Regions from separate parts of the Mus musculus genome. Here all the other regions are linked to region 3. Evidence: chromatin contacts called from public Hi-C and HiChIP or PLAC-seq data. All regions are on one chromosome and are shown on one strand. Each heading gives the region's core, a stretch centred on a gene start, on an enhancer-like site or on the middle of the called end of the contact. The rest is flanking DNA. Distances are from core to core; before and after follow the strand shown. Region 1 overlaps Ano6 (anoctamin 6). Region 2 has its middle 91 kb from the start of Gm41389. Region 3 holds the start of Ano6 (anoctamin 6).

The links. A called contact is a pair of places that touch in the nucleus more often than the background predicts. HiChIP or PLAC-seq counts read pairs in DNA pulled down with a chosen protein or histone mark.
Region 1: a contact with region 3 is called in a Hi-C map of muscle stem cells, with 2.6 times the contacts expected there. The contact joins the enhancer-like site here to the promoter of Ano6 in region 3. A contact is called at or near these places in 15 of 39 promoter capture datasets (the 3T3-L1 cell line, 3T3-L1-derived adipocytes, the C10 cell line and 9 more), 9 of 484 Hi-C or Micro-C datasets (B cells, the CH12 cell line, cortical neurons and 5 more), 16 of 115 datasets of contacts at active chromatin or transcription factors (the SCID.adh cell line, acute myeloid leukemia, bone marrow-derived macrophages and 13 more) and 2 of 9 other capture datasets (adipose tissue and liver).
Region 2: a contact with region 3 is called in an H3K27ac HiChIP or PLAC-seq map of extraembryonic endoderm stem cells. The contact joins the enhancer-like site here to the promoter of Ano6 in region 3. A contact is called at or near these places in 9 of 39 promoter capture datasets (the HPC-7 cell line, cranial neural crest, embryonic stem cells and 5 more), 4 of 115 datasets of contacts at active chromatin or transcription factors (embryonic basal ganglia, extraembryonic endoderm stem cells, large pre-B cells and 1 more) and 1 of 9 other capture datasets (liver).

Annotation. Positions count from the first base shown.
Region 1 is chr15:95,966,421-95,969,974 of GRCm38.p6, reverse strand. It overlaps Ano6 (anoctamin 6), which reads right to left. Exons shown (of 20, transcript NM_175344.4): 19 at 2,247-2,352. Among named protein-coding and RNA genes, the nearest start is that of Gm41389, 56 kb to the right of the region's middle. Within about 2 kb of position 1,919, at least 7 of the 459 cell types and tissues checked have an H3K27ac peak or open chromatin away from gene starts, as enhancers often do. A contact at or near this core is called in muscle stem cells, where this site is marked.
Region 2 is chr15:96,001,717-96,004,845 of GRCm38.p6, reverse strand. No RefSeq gene overlaps it. Among named protein-coding and RNA genes, the nearest start is that of Gm41389, 91 kb to the right of the region's middle. Within about 2 kb of position 1,510, at least 45 of the 459 cell types and tissues checked have an H3K27ac peak or open chromatin away from gene starts, as enhancers often do. A contact at or near this core is called in extraembryonic endoderm stem cells and pancreatic cancer cells, where this site is marked.
Region 3 is chr15:95,789,464-95,792,786 of GRCm38.p6, reverse strand. It overlaps Ano6 (anoctamin 6), which reads right to left and starts at 1,944. Exons shown (of 20, transcript NM_175344.4): 1 at 1,731-1,944. The coding sequence starts at 1,803. All of the region lies in intron 1 of A130051J06Rik (a long non-coding RNA gene), which reads left to right.

The DNA of each region.
Region 1 (3,554 bases), core at 670-3,169, 180 kb before region 3:
AAAGCCACTAGATAGGATTTTAATTTTTAATTTTTAAGTGTGTGCTGAGATTTGTTTTACAGCTTCCCATGTGACGGGCCCTGGCAGGGTGCTCCACTGTGGAGAGGAATGTGTGCTTTACCCCAGGCAGGCACAATGTCCTGTGGGCATCAGTGGGGGCCACCTTGTCTAGAGCGCAGTTCCTTGTTTGTTTTGGGTAGAGATGACCTGTTTACAGCTGAAGGCGAGCTGATGAATTCCTCTGTCACTGACACCCGCTTCTCCTTTGAAGCACACTGATAGACTTTTGATACTATAGGCGATGTATTGTTACTTTTTTTTTTATAATTGTTACTTCTTTTTGCTGAATGGACCCTTTTAGTGTTCTAACTTTCCTAGACTTTTTTCCTGCTTTAAAACACTAAATAATTGTTTTCCTGAAGCCAGGGGGCAGGCTTCCAGGAAGAATGAGAGGCTGGCCCTGTTGGTGTTCACTGCTGGGTAACATGTGGGCAGAGATAGCTGCTCAAGGAATTCGCCACAGGACAGACATTATGGTCACCATACGCAGAGCAGGATAGATGACTTAGGAAGTAGGAAATGACTGGAGAGGAGGGAGGAGTGGGAGGGGAGTGGGAAGCAAACACTGCCATGCCTTTAGGGACCCTGACCTCAGTTGGGGAAGAGCAACAGAGGCTGGTGAGTACAGCAGATGTAGCAACAGTTGCGAAGCAAGAGAGTGCAACAGAAGACTCATCTTAAGTAAGTAAGTAAGATTCATCTCCTCCAAACTCATCTGTATAGAGGCTGGTAACATTCACAGGGCAAAGCCAATAGGGTGTGATGCCATCTTTTAAAAATACCCTGTAGGTTCAGTTTATGCAGTCTACGAGGACCTCTGTATTTATGAGGCAGCAAGAATAGTCTTAGTTTTCCTTTTCTTGTTAAGAGGTTTTTTTTTTTGTTTTTGTTTTTTGTTTTTTTTTGTTTTGTTTTTAGGCCTTCTCCTCCCAGTGTAGTTCTGGTTGGCCTGGAACTCACAGGGGCCAAGCACCTCTGCCTCCTTCGTGCTGAGATACAGATGCGCCTCTGTGTCAGGCAGTTTTCTTCTCTGTGCCTATGATTGTTTGTGAGTTTAGGATCTGGGACAGTGGTTCTCAACCTGTGGGTCATGACCATTGAAAAACACTATTTCTGGCAGTCTTAGCCCCTGCCTCACCATACATTTTGCTGCTGCTTCCTAAGTGTCATTTTGCTACTGACTGGTACTTAGTGCTCAGTTGAGGACCACTGATCTAGGCTATTCCAGCCTCCCAGGAGTTTGAGAGAACACAGAGGAGGAACCCTTCCCAGTTTATTATTGCTCTCTGTAAGGGCCTATGGCTCACCAGTGTTTGGTTGTGGGGGAAAAAAAAAAACAAAAAACAAAACCTCAGTTATTCCCTCTCTCGGTTAGCAGGCTGAAGTTCTAGAACTGTTGCTTCTGTCTCCCACAGTTTCTGTGGAGAGCCCTCCCTCATTGTAATCCTAGTTTTCTTTGTCAGCTGTTGGCCTCTTCCCTCTGCCTCCCGTCTCCGGTGAGCTGCATTGTCCTTTATGACGTGTGCTGTACTTTCTGTCCCGTGGCTGACACCTTTTGTCTACGATGGAAAGTGTTCCTCTCCTCCATCCCCCATGTTCTTAGTCTTCTATTTTTTAATTTTTTTTTTTTTGAATCAGATTGCAAAGCCTCAGAATTTTACACAGGACAGAAGATGTACCTAGGGTAGCTTAAACAAGTGAGGGCTGATGTCTGTCTTTGCACAACAACTAGGTTCCCTCGTTTGTTCCTAGTAACACCCTCTGAGACATTGGCTAGATCGGCTGACACTCTACAGCCGTGTCATTTTCTCAGCTAACTTTAGAGAGAGAGGCACTGTAAGGAGTTGGCGTGCCCCATGCAGCAGCTGCATGGAACACAGATGCATCATAGCTCCATGGGCAGAGGCCTTTCACAATCCAACATGCCTCTCAGTGTGCCCCAAAGTACAAAGGCACTCAGTGAATACTGTATTAAGCGGGGCCGAGTCTCCCTTGACATGGTCATGCTTTTTAACATTTAAAGCAGACAGCTATTTCATTCAGTGTTAGGAACCATCTATCCTCAGGCCAAATCTGATCAGTTCACGCCCTAATATACACTGAAGAAAGTTGGCAATACTTAAAGGGACACAGATGGCTTACGAATGTGCACGACCATAGCCTGCCTCAGAGCCCACTTCTCTTACCTCCATGACAATGATGAAGGCCAGCTTGGCGGCAATCACGTGCCAATAGTAGATGTTGTGTTTATACTCTTGTGGGTGCCCAGGTGGGTTTCGGAAGTCACGGTACCTGGAAACACAACCAGGCACGTTAGGAAGACAAATCTTTTTGATGGATATTGTAAACAAGGGCCTGACTTAAAACCAGAGTCATCTTCGACGCAGTAATTTTTAAAGCAGGCATCACATTCATTTCACCTCAAGTTCAATGTGGTATCAAATACTGGAAGAAAATCATCCAGAACTATCTTATTGAGCATGGAAGCAGAAAATGACAGACCCCAGCTGGGTAAAACAGGACATGTCTTTACAAAGTGACAATGTTTTTATGTTTCCCCCATGGCTTTATCCCTGCTTTCTGAGAAGACATAAAACAATTTAGCTAGCTATCTTGGGGAGCTGACTGGGTCATACCACCCAGTACTGTCTACTGGTTAACTTAGGGTTTTCACCCAGCCTGTTTTTAATTCCCTGACCATGAGGTATTAAACATACAGGAACATAATTGCTGAGATCAGCATTCTGCACAGTCAGTTGTCTTGGCCTTATCTGACTTCTTGGTTGTGGTATTGGAAATCTAAATCAGAATGGCTCTGAGCAGTTGAATTAAGTGAATTTGGGATTAAGAAACTGTAATAGAGGGCTGGTGAGATGGCTCAGTGGGTAAGAGCACCCGACTGCTCTTCCGAAGGTCCAGAGTTCAAATCCCAGCAACCACATGGTGGCTCACAACCATCTGTAACGAGATCTGATTCCCTCTTCTGGAGTGTCTGAAGACAGCTACAATGTACTTACATATAATAAATAAATAAATCTTTAAAAAAAAAAAAAAAAAAAAAAAAAAAAAAAGAAACTGTAATAGAGAAAATAAATCTGCATGACCTACGTGGTCAACAAACTACCAACTGGTAAGTGAGCTAGTGCGCTCTATCCACAGTTGACCTTCCCATCCACCAGAGCAGAGTACTCGACACCCCTTACCGCATGCACCTTTATGTCATTGCTAACTGAGGTGCCAGTGTGTCATCATTAGCTTTAGGTCATCCATGAATAATAACATTGTCTCATTTCTCTTCATTACACCGTTGGGGATGGAACCTGGGGCTGTGTTTTCTCCTGCTGAGCTACAGCCTACCCGGATCTTTCTTCTATTATTATGTTGCTGAAATAGACTTTTACTATGTATCCCAGGCTGGTCTTGAGCTTACTATGTATCTCAGGTTAGCCTCCGCTGGAAACAATTTACCTGTAGCCATCTACCCCTTAGTGCTG
Region 2 (3,129 bases), core at 261-2,760, 210 kb before region 3:
TGAGTTCACGTTATCAAAGGTGGGCCCTTCTGAAAGTCTAACTTCCTAAACAAACTTTTGTTAATATCTCAGTAAGACCATAGGTTGAATACTCTGGTATCTTAGGGATTCTTCTGCTGTGATAAAACACCATGACCAACACGGGGAGGAAAGGGTTTATTTTATCTTACAACTCTCAGGTCGTACTTCATCACTGAGGAAGTCCGGGATAGGAACTCAAACAGAGCAGGAACCTGGAGGCAGGAGCTGATGCAGAGGCTGTGGAGGGATGCTGCCTGCTTCCTATGGCTTGCTCAGCCTGCTTTCTTATAGTACCCAGGGCCACCAGCCTAGGGGAGGCACCACCCACAGTGGGCTTGGCCCTACTATATCAACCACTGATTAAGAATATGCCCTATAGACTTGCCTACAGCTTGGATCTTATGGTAGCAATATCTCAGTTGAGGGTCCCTCCTCTGAAATGACTCTAGCTTGTGTCAGGTAGAGGTGAAACCAGTCAGAATGCCTGGTAACTACTGTCTTCAGGTAAGCTCCGTGCAAATGAGAGCTAATGTTTATCCTTGAGGACTTGCTTACAGGTACAATCCAAATGCCCCATGCCCCGAGAGGCTCCTTTGAATGTGACATTTCCCTGAATGAAGAAGAGTGCCAGGACGCCAGCATCTGAGTTGTCTCCAGGAGAAAGAGAAAGTGGGAATTGGCCCTGAGACCTGCCCTGCAGAATAGATGAATGTAGCAGATTTTGAAGGAGACGTCAGCAGTCCCAGGTCCACTTCCTTGGCCTTTTTCACTGGCCCCTGTGTGACCTGACATGGATGCACTGTTCCAACGCTCTCAAAAGGCTACAGCAACTGCATCTCACACTGGGATGTGCTTTGTGTGGCAGTGGGCTAGCAGCACTCAAGTAGCCAAGACGCTTGCTTGGAGCAAGCCTCCTCATGTCTCCCCACAGGGACTTCTTAGCTATTGTACTAGACCAGCCCTTCAACTTTCTCCATCCTTATTCTGTATCTCAAGCAATCAGCTGCTGCTTCCATTTATATCCTGTTCTACTTTCCTGAGTATGCTGATAAATCACTTGGCTGGAAAAATCTCTTATCGAGGCAGACGGGGTATTCATTCATCAATTCAACAAATATTTATCGAACACCTCCCGTCTGCCAGGACTGCTGTATTAAGGGATGATTGTATACACCAGTTTCCTTGCTTGAAGCGACTGTCTCTAACAGGACAACTCGCTGCCTACAGAGCACAGGATCAGGCTCCGACTATGGTTTTGCACTGGGCCTCTAAAGGACCCAGGAATTATAGTTGTGACCAAGGTTTTGCACACCCATCACTAACACCGTTGGCAGATTTTTCTACCCGGAAGACTAGGGTTTCCAAACAAAATAAATCATCATGGAATTCCACAAACATGTAAGGAATTCAGCAGCATACACAGAAGAAACCACAAGCCCTCCTTATCAGATGGAGGCTCAGGACAGAGCTGGGAAGGGAGAGGATTAAAAATCCAGCAGGCTGTATGCAGGACAAGACAGTGGAAGACATTAGAGACAGCTTTGGTAGATAGAGGTGTGACGAAGCAGCCGGTGGATGTCACATGTGAAGAGAGTTCTTTCTGCCACTCCCATCTTTTATGATTCTGTAGTTAGTGGTAAGGAGACAGCTCTATTGTCACCCTTAGCAGCTTGAAGAGTTCTGAGAATAAGGGAACCGGTCTTTCAGGTACTCTTAACTCAGGTCAAACTCAGATTTGTAGCTCCTTTGCTGAAAAGGATTTTAAGACCTGACAGTGTAATGAAGCAGACTTGGAGATTTTGTTAAAGATGTTTGAATATGGGTTTAGAAGGAAGGGTGCTCAAAAGGACAGGCATACCCACATATGAGGGTGTGATTCTCAAGAGAGGGGGGGGGGTGGGAGAGAAGGGATTATGGGGAAGGGATGGGGTAGGGATAAGAAAGACACATCCAAGTGTGGGGGGTTATTCCCAAGAGAAAACTCAGGGAAGACCCCTGAAGCAGGGAATTCTCTTAGCATACTATAGCATAATCTTGGTTGGCTCTTAGATTACATGTAACTGTCGAGTGAGGGAGGTACAGGCGCTCTCATCTATTTGAATGTTAGTGTATGTCTGTTCTATGGCTGCTACTTGAGACCCACTTTATCTCCGAAGTTCAGATTGGCCAGGAACTCAACCCACTATCCTCCTGCTTTCGCCCCCTAAAATCAGCATTTTTGTGTGTTGGGCATTTCTTAGGCTTTTCTGATCGTTTGGAAATATAGATTATTTTAATCAGTCATTACCTTCTGGTGCTGTACAAGTGAGAACTAATGGCTCCCGTCTGCTTGGTGCCACTCATCAAACGTCTTTCAGGTCTCACTGGCTGTCTTTGCATTCAAGACTCATTCTTCCACAGGACAGACTTTCAGTTTTCCACAAATAATAACAGCATGTGCCATGTGTCTGTCTCTCCTTTATTCTACTTAATAACGTCCAGTTCCACAGGAAGACCAATGGAGTCGGCTAGCCTGAACCCTTGAGGATACTGAGCCGCTGACCAAGGAGCATGCGCAAGCCAGAGAGAGGCTCCCTTACATAAATATAGCAGGCATGCAGCTGAGTCTCTGTGTGGGTCCCCCAACAACTGGAATGGGCCCTGTCCCTGGAGCTGTTGCCTGCCTGTAGAAGCCATTCACTAGCTGGGCTGCCTTGGCTGGCCTCAGTGGGAGAGTCTTTGCCTAGCCCTGCAAAGACTTGATGCACAGGGTGTGGGGATACCCAGGAGAGACCCCACCCTCTCAGAGGAGAAAAGGAGGAGGGTAGGGGAAGGAACTCTGAGGGAACACCGGGAGGGGGAGGGGCAGCAATCAGGATGGAAAATGAATAAATAAATGTTAATGCTATTTCTGGAAATGACAGGATTTTGTTGATTTAGATAGCTGTATAATATTCAGCCGAGTATATGTAACATATTTTATACATCCATTTGTCCAGTAGTGGGCATTGCAGCCAATTTCATGTCTTAGTTCTTGTACATAGTTCTGTTCTGCGGTACACATGGGCATCCGAGTATATCTTTGCTTCGCCTCCTTTGGATGTATTTCTTGAAGTAGGATTGCTGGGT
Region 3 (3,323 bases), core at 695-3,194:
ACCTAAAGCGGTACCTAAATATTGAACAACGGCCAGAGTTAGTTCTCTAAGTACCGAGCAACAACCTGAAGTAACTGTTTATAAAGCCGGGCAACCCGGCCTCCCAGAAGACTCGGCTTCACACACGCGGGTGGAACACCTCCGTGATACATCTTCTACTTTAAAATGGTTTACTTTCGTTGTTTGAGGTTTGCCTTAGATGACGTTGGGGCCTCGTGTCAAAGTAACTTTCCTGCTCTGAATTTTAAAGCTAAGCAAAATTTAACAGAAATTAACATGGGCGCTGATTATGCTTTAAACAACTATACAACGCTCCCTCTAGTGAGGAGTCCCGAAGAGAGAGACTAACCAAGAGCTTTAACACTACAAGATTGGAGGCAGAGGTTTCAATTGCAGTCCTCCATTTCACCAGCGCCTCCTCTCCCACTGTTGGATTTAGAATTAGTTCATAATAGTCTATCAACCTACTTCAGTAAACCTTCAAGAAGGCTTATAATTCTGTAGTAACATAAACGTTCATAGGTTTGGTAAAACGTCTGGGACAAAAACATAACTATGATCCACATGAAATTCATAATTCAATAAAGGACAACCAAAAATTGCCAGGACCTGCTTAAACGTTGCCTGTCCAAACAGGCTGTCTGCTATCTAAAGTATGAATCTAAATACTGGAGGCTACAGTAAGAAGAGGCAGAGGTAGTTAACTACATCGGCTGTTTTACTTCGTGGAACAAGCATGAATTACATGGGTCAGTAAAAGCAAAGCCAGCCTACTGGCAGGGTCTGAAGACAACCTATGATGCCTATCATGTAACAGAGGCTAGACCAAATTAGATTTTCTTTCTAAATTGAAATCTGAGGGCAGCAAGGGCTTACACTCAGAGCCTCTTGCTTATGTCAATTTCTATTCCGGCTGGATCTCACTTGAGTGCCTCACTATGACAGACAAGAATATTTCCCTAAGAAACTAACTGTGCTAATACGAGTGTAACTTTTTAACGCTGCTCCCGTGGGTGGTATTTTATGTAAACGGTCACTTAACTGTTCAGTCTCATGAGACAAGAGCATCCTACATCCTTTACCCAATCAGCCGCCAGGTGCAGAGCCTTAACTTGCTCAACTCTGGGAAATCAGAAACTTCTACTTGACAGTGTGAGGCTCCAGGAAGGCTAACCTGGGCACACTTTTCTCCTCTCCTTAAAAAGGAATACTATTTGCTCTCTCCACAAAGAGGAGTGCCTGATAAACCGCTGTCACAATGAAAGGCCAAGGCTAAATCGCGGCGTGGAATTCCCAAGTTCGTCTAGACCTGGGAGTTACCAAATTCCTTTGATTGGTCTGTGAGCAAAACCTGAAAGGAAGGAAAAGCCACACCCAACTCCTAAATTTACTTTGTAAAGTGTTTGGAGGCCTTGAGAGGGAACATTTTGACATCCAGGAGGCCTGATGGAAACGTGCCACGGTCCTCCGCCCGGCGTCGCCCCGCGTCCCTGCCCCGCGCCCGCGGCTCCAGCCCTTTTGTTTGTGTCTCTGCGGGCTGGTGCAGCGGCGCAGCCTGTGGCCTCGGAGAATCCGGCTCAGGTGTGTCGTGAACCCGGGAGCAGGGGCCCCCAAAACACCGCCCGGAGCGGACGCAGGAAAAAGACCCGAAGTTGCTTGGGAGGTTCGGCTTCCGCGCAGAGGCGTCCGCCCCGGATCCCCCTTGCCCTGGCCCCGGTTCCGGCACTCACCAATGTCTCCATCCTCATCGTCGTCCTCCTCCAGCTCCATGTTCAGCAGGACCTTCCTAGTCATCATCTGCATGTCTCCCGGAGACCGTCACTCGGCTGCTCTCGGCTCCGCTCGGCTCCGCTCGGCTCGGGCCGCAAGCTCCGCTCTGCCCTCTCGGCACTGCCCCGCTGCGCTCCGCCCGCGCTCTGCTTCAGCAGGCGCTGCTCAGCCTGCGACTGAGCATGCCCAGAGGGACGCCGCCGCTCCCGCCCCAGATCAAACCGCCCCGGCTGCGAGGAGCCTGGGAGGAAGTCGGGCTGGGGGGGTTGGGGGAAGGGGAGTGGCAGAAGCCGGGCGAGCCGCGCCGCGCCTGCGGGGAGCGCTGCAGCCGCAGAGGCAGGCCGGCTTCTATGAGCTCACGAGGGTCTTTAATCTGCAGAATGACGAGACGTTGCAAGGTGCCCGCTTAGTGTGGGGGAGGAAAACGACACACGTGCGCACGGAGAGCCCCTGTGCCCCCGCCCGAAGGAGCACATGCGGGGAGTGGTCGCGGGGTGCCCTCCAAGCCCCGGAACTAGGCCGAACAAAACACGCCATAGCTACGTGTAAACTCTTTAATAAGACAATATGGGAAACTGTAGTACCAGGAAGGACAAAGAAACGAAAGGGGGAAATGACGGTAGAGAGTGAAGGAATGCCGCCCTGACAACCCAAGGACTGGGGCGCAGATGCGGCGGGAGTACCAAGTCCTTGGGTCTGCACAGCTGCTCTCAAGGACGCTGGTGAATGGTGGCTTCCCTGCAGTGCCCGGGTTGTCGCTCACTCCCTGGAGAAGCACTTGCCTCCTGAGCCCGTTCCTAGTCAATGTTCAATGACAAGACACTACTACATCCACTGTGTGTTTTATTCTTTTATATTCTTACCCTTTTCCTCTTTCGCCTCTCAGATGCTAGGAGTCCAGCCCAGCACCCCTGGCGTGCTAAGGGAGTACTCTCCACTTATCTATAGTCCCAACCTCATAGTTAATGTTCTCACTTGAAGGGAAAAAACATTGCGATCAATAATAACGCAGGAATTTAATCACGAATATGCACTAAAGGACAGTACAAATTAGAGAAAACGTCCAGGAGACGCTCTCCTTGCTCCTTAAGCTCCGGTTTTTACCAAAGAAGACTACTTGTAACATGAAAAGTAAGTGCAGAACTCTGGAGATCTTGAGAAGATGAGGAGACTATGAGAGGGAGAGAGAGGAAGAGAGGCCGGGACCAGTAATGCTAGCAATGACCCCTATGGCCTGAAATGCCATCTGCGACCTGTAATACCAGTTATGACCTATAATGCCAGCCCTCCAGAGGCCGAAGCAGGGGGACTCTGAAGCAAAACTCGGCTTCAGGACAGACTGGGAACTGAGAAGGGAAGGGAAGGCTTTAGTGAACTCTCGGTTCCAGAGGTGTGTGGGTTGCAGGAGGAAGTTTCCATCTTCATTTAGCCATGGCGATTTTCGTGCGCTGAGTCCGCTGAGTCCGGTACTAAAAGTTTTTACAGTGGTCGCTTCATCTCTGCCTAGGAGTTACTGCCACTGTTTCACCTGACCGCCCGATAGGTGAGCATCT